Regions from separate parts of the Sus scrofa genome. Here region 2 is linked to region 1. A link is a contact called in public Hi-C data. All regions are on one chromosome and are shown on one strand. Each heading gives the region's core, a stretch centred on a gene start, on an enhancer-like site or on the middle of the called end of the contact. The rest is flanking DNA. Distances are from core to core; before and after follow the strand shown. Region 1 overlaps LOC110256217 (a long non-coding RNA gene). Region 2 overlaps DAB2IP (disabled homolog 2-interacting protein).

The links. Hi-C and Micro-C count contacts between places; a contact is called where the count stands out from the background.
Region 2: a Hi-C map of skeletal muscle shows a contact between it and region 1, with 6 times the contacts expected there. The contact joins two enhancer-like sites. A contact is called at or near these places in 3 of 47 Hi-C or Micro-C datasets (embryonic fibroblasts, epiblast stem cells and skeletal muscle) and 1 of 2 datasets of contacts at active chromatin or transcription factors (skeletal muscle).

The regions. Positions count from the first base shown.
Region 1 is chr1:261,659,972-261,662,486 of Sscrofa11.1, reverse strand. All of the region lies in intron 1 of LOC110256217 (a long non-coding RNA gene), which reads right to left. Among named protein-coding and RNA genes, the nearest start is that of DAB2IP, 71 kb to the left of the region's middle. Within about 2 kb of position 1,261, at least 6 of the 83 cell types and tissues checked have an H3K27ac peak or open chromatin away from gene starts, as enhancers often do. A contact at or near this core is called in skeletal muscle, where this site is marked.
Region 2 is chr1:261,842,020-261,844,534 of Sscrofa11.1, reverse strand. DAB2IP (disabled homolog 2-interacting protein) reads right to left here. Exons shown (of 18, transcript XM_003353636.5): 11 at 1,425-1,626. Among named protein-coding and RNA genes, the nearest start is that of DAB2IP, 110 kb to the right of the region's middle. Within about 2 kb of position 1,259, at least 1 of the 83 cell types and tissues checked has an H3K27ac peak or open chromatin away from gene starts, as enhancers often do. A contact at or near this core is called in skeletal muscle, where this site is marked.

The sequences.
Region 1 (2,515 bases), core at 12-2,511:
AGACTAGGAGAGGGGGAATCTAATTTGATGGCCTGGGGGAGCATGATCTAAAGTAGGCTCCTCTGAGGGAGTGGCTTTCTGTGGCGCCTGAGAGGAGGAGGAGAAGGAATTAGCTCAGTGAAGAGCAAGAGGAAGAGCATTCCAGGCAAAGGGAACAGCATGTGCAAAGGCCCTGGGGTGATAACTAGTTTGGTGAGTGTGAGGAAGATCAGATGAGTATGGCTGGAGCCTACAGAGTGAGAGGGTGAGGGCAGAAGCGTCGGATCATGGAGGGAGGCACAAGAGGCCAACCTTAGTGAAGGGACCTTGTGGGTAACAGGGAGAGGGAGGGGTCCAAGAGAAAGAACCAGAAAAAAGAGAATGAGAAATAGATGGGAAAAAATCAGAAGAGCGGCCTATCCTGGAAGCCAAGTGAAGAAATCATTTCACATAAGAGAGAGCAATCTGCTTCTTCAGTGGAGTAGTCGCCTCCTCCAGGAAGCCTTCCTGGGTTCCATACCTGGCATTAGAGGTTCCACAGGGCCTTGGCCTTCCCCATCAGAGGGCTTACCTCACTCCCAGACCAGCCTGGGAATGTCACAAAGGCAGAGACAAGGTCTGACTTGTCTCTCCAACCCCCAAACTTAGTCTGGGATGTGAAAATAGTATTTGTTAGATAAATAAAGGTAGGACCTGTGCTCAGAAAGGAAGTGACTCTGAGGCCACAGTTTGCCCTTACTGCCCTGGCAGAATGACCCCTTCAGCTTTGGCACTCCAAGGCTGAGGCTAGACATCTCTTGGCTGGACCTGGGACCACTGCCAAGGGCAGCCTGGGCTCCCCTCCAGTCCTGCCTGCTCCTTTCTTGTCCCTTTGCCTCTTCATCTCAGATCCCAGGCATCTCCCTTCCTGACCAGCTTCAGGTCAAGACCAGCCACAGGTGAAGAGAGGGAGCTGGCTGTGGGTGGCCCTTCAGTGAGAGCACCATCAGCCTCCATTTCCAGGGCCCCAGGCTCACCCAGCCCCTAGGCTGTCACTTGCAAACCCAGAGGACAGCAGGTTGGGGCTGTGGGCTCACAAGATGCCACCGGGTTCCAGGTGGGGAGATGGAGCCCCGAGGGATATGGAGCCTTGCCTGGCTATGGGCTGGTCCCCAGGCAAGGATCTGGGCCCTCCGTGGGTAGCATCCAAGTGTCCCTGGGCCAAGCTCCAGGTGGACACATCTAGAGACAGGCAGGTCTGTCACACAAGCCCAGACTGTCTGCCCCACCTCCCCTGAGGACTCTTCACTCCAAATGCAGCCTCCTCTGTACCATTTGTCTGTCCCCCATTGGAGGCTGGGAGCTCTTCCACAGCCAGGGCCTCCGTCTCCCTCTCCCCCTCCCTCTCATTCTTGCCTCCCTCCATTCACCAAACACAAACTGTTTCTTGGGTTTGAGTTCTTTATTCCTGCACCCCTGACCCTGCTACAGAGCCTGGCACGTGATGGGGGGGGGTCACTCAACGTGTGTCCACTGGCCACCCACCTGCCCAAAGATGCCAGGCCTGCAGGCAGGGCCGTGCCAAACTCCCCTGAGGGGTTCAGCTCCAAACTGTGGCAAAGGGCCCCTCTCCCTGGAAAGAGCCGAGGCCGGCAGGAGGGAGGGAGTTTGGCCTTGAGTCTGTGCCTGGCAGCCAGGCCTGGCTGGGGGTGGGAGTGCAGGGGTCCAGAGGGAGAAGAATGGTTTTCTTGGCCCACAATTTTGGGGACCCGGCAAGGCCCCGACCTCAGCTAGCCCTCCTCTCTGAGGCCAACAGGGCCCTCTCCCTACCGAGCCCTCAAACCTGCTGTCCCCCAGTTGCCCCTCAGTCCCTCATCCACCCTTCTGCCCTCCTCCTCCTCTCCCTCACACACGGTGGAGGCAGCCAGAGGGCCGGGGCATCCTAGCCAAAGGTGCACAGCCTGGCCAGGCTGAGCAATCGGTCTTAGTTCTCTGCACCCCTGGAGCCCCCAAGTCCAGCCATGGTGGAGCCACTTGGAGACTTAAAAGTCTAACGGGGGTCTGTCCCAAGCAACTTTCCCCCAACAAGCTGCCCAGGGTTAGCAAGGAGACTGCGGCAGGGGGGCAGCTCCCCGGTGGCAGCCCCCTGGGGCCCTGCAAATCAGGGAGGGCTTTCAGCCTGGCTTTAATTACAGGCTGCGTTCTGTTGCCTGGTCCATCTATATTTATCTGCAGGATCTCACTAATTAAATTCCCCACAGCACCGGCAGGGCCTGGGGACAGCGAATGAGGCAGACAGGCAGGGGGGCTGCAAACTTCCTTCCTTTCCTTCTCGGCCAAGAGCAAAACAGAAGCCAAAACTCCTTCTCCCTCCCCTCCACCCTGCCAAGGTCCAAGTTCAAGGGGTTGCCCAAGACCCCCACTCCGGGGACCCTTTGGTTCTGTGCCCGGTAATCCCGGGCGCCCCCGACCCACAGGTCCCAAGACCAGGCAGTGCCCAGCTTCCTCCCCCCTTCAACTCGGATTCCTGCAGCAAACAGAAAAGTCTGCCTGAGCA
Region 2 (2,515 bases), core at 10-2,509, 180 kb before region 1:
ACTAGACAGATTACAAATGGCTGGTCAGGCACAGCGTAGTGACTGGGCTCATCTGAACCTCACTGCCCTGGTTCAGACTGTGGTGCTAAAGGTTCTAGGCCGGGGAAAAGGGACTCTGCCTTCACCTGCTTAACGCCCGGCTTCCACCTAGGGTTTTGTGCAAAAAGAAATAACTCACATGGTCAAAAGAGAAGAGACGTGAGCGGCCAACAGCTCAATTTTAAATTCTGCTTCAACGCTGTCAGCTGTGACGGCTGCTGACCGTCTTCCCTACCTCTTGCCTGGCCACACAGATATGGAGGACGGTGGCTGGCACAGGGGCTAAGTGGTGACAGCAGAGTGACCAGTGCTGGCAGCAGTGGAGGAAAGGGACTTGACCTCATTTCCATTTCTCCCTCCTGGGTCTCTTGCAGCCAAAGGGCAACAGACATAAAGGAACAGAAATGACTGCAACAGCATCTGTTTGTAGTGAAAAAGCTGGGACTGATCTGAGTGTCCAGAGACATAAACGGTGCAGTCATATGACTGGACAGCCTGTGGCCATTAGAAAGGTCACAGTGAAGATGCAGCATGTACTGTGGTGGAAAGACGCCCACAACAGAGAAGTGAGAAATGCACATGGCACGCACAGTTCTCCCTTTAACAAAAAGGGAAAGAACTCTGCCTATGTGTACTTAACATATGCACAGATATATCCAGAAGGCTGAACACCAGAGAGCCCTGAGTGGTCACCTGTAGGGATGGGACAGGAGTAGGGAGCCTTCCAGCCCTGCCTCAGCAGTAGCTACTTTTGTAAGATGATCTCAGAGCCCTGGGAAGCAACAGATGCTCTGGATGTGGATCCTGGGAGGCCCAGCCCTTGCTGCCAAGAACCTGTTGGGTGTGGGCTGGGGCCACTGGGGGTAGTGGAGCCCCAGGCCACAGAGGCTCCCCTCCAGGTGGCTGCAGCAAGGTCGGGGGGTCTAGGAAATAACCATTTCAGCTGATGGTCAAGGGCAGTTCTGGAAAGGTTTGTAATATCCTGCCTGACATGTTGAGGTGCAGTATCTTCAGAGTCTATCTTTTTCATATCAGCGAACTTAAAACCCAGAGCAAAGACATTTTCGGAGAAGCAGCTAAATTCGATCACATTTCTTACAGGTAGGGAGCACACCTTCACCCGTGGACTCCACCCACGTGATGCAGTGTGCGTGCAGACACAGCTGCAGCCCCAGCACACAGAGTGGGCTCTCCGGGCGAGTGGACATAGCGCCCCCTCCAAGGAAGTGGCCCCAAGATCCCCTGGTGTCTGCCGACAGGGCTCGGGCAGGGCTGCTGATCCACGCCACACAGGTGACCCCTCTGACCTCTGTGGTTACGCTGTGGGAGGAGGCGCAGCCTCCAGCGCCCCCTCTGCCCTGTCTCGGCCCTGTGCGGATAGGCACCTGCTCCAGCTGGCTGACGGCCTCCCAGAGCAGCGAGTGCAGGCTGGAGAGCTCACGGCCCAGGTCGATGTAGCCCTCGAAGCCAGCTGTGTTGGAGATGGTCTCCGGGTTGGAGATCTCCAGCAGGAAGCGCTGCATGTTGGTCCACTCGTGCTCCAGGAACTGGTTCATGAACGACATGTACTCCTCCTTGCTGCCAAATCTGGAAGTGGAGCAGACAGGCTAAGCGCCCTGGGCCCCGCCCAGGAAGCCCCTTCTCTGAGACCCTCACCTCCTCAGCTCCCACCCCTCCCCGCCATTCGCTCCCCAGCCAACTAGTCCACTCTGACTTGGGGTCCTCCTTCCTCATGGGACCTGGAATGCTCCGCGGCCCTCGCTCCCCATTCGCTGCCGGTCACAGTCTCCATCCTCTTCCCCCGATGGTCAACGGCCTGGGGGCAGATGGCTCTCAATCCAGGCCTGGCCAGGTCTCTCTGCTCAGCTTTCAGACACGTACTCCGTGGGCACCTCCCTGTGTCCTCAGCTTGGGCAGACCTGAGGTCGCCCCCGTCACCCCGCACTGGCCCCCTCCTCTAGGACTCGCTATCCCCAGTGTAGATGCTACAAGCCTGGCGGTGGTCAGTCAACTCCTCCTTCCTCCTCCCCCACAACTGGCCGAATTTATCTTCTAATCACCCTGACCCTGCGGCCACCCTGACCTAATACTGCCGCCGCTGTGCTTTTACGGGAACCACAGCTTTGCTCTCCTCCCAGCCTCCTGGCTGCCAGTCCCGCTCCTTCTACCTCCCCTGCCCCACTGCTGCCAGGCTGACCTCTGCAGGACCCAGGACAGGTGAGGGTCATCTTCTCCCCTTGCTCAAAGCCCTCTGGCAGCTCCCAATGTCCTTCAAGTCCCTGCTGTCCCCTTGGGTCTCATCTGCCCCTCCCCCCAGCAGGCACCTGACAATTCAGAACACGTATGGTGCCCAGTGCCTCCTGTACACAGCCCTCCCGGGCCTGCCTGCCTCTGTTCCTGCTGCCTTTCGCCCTAACACGCAGCTGGGGGAGCTCGTCTTCTAAGAGACCACCCTCTTTCCTCTCCGGGGAAGCTT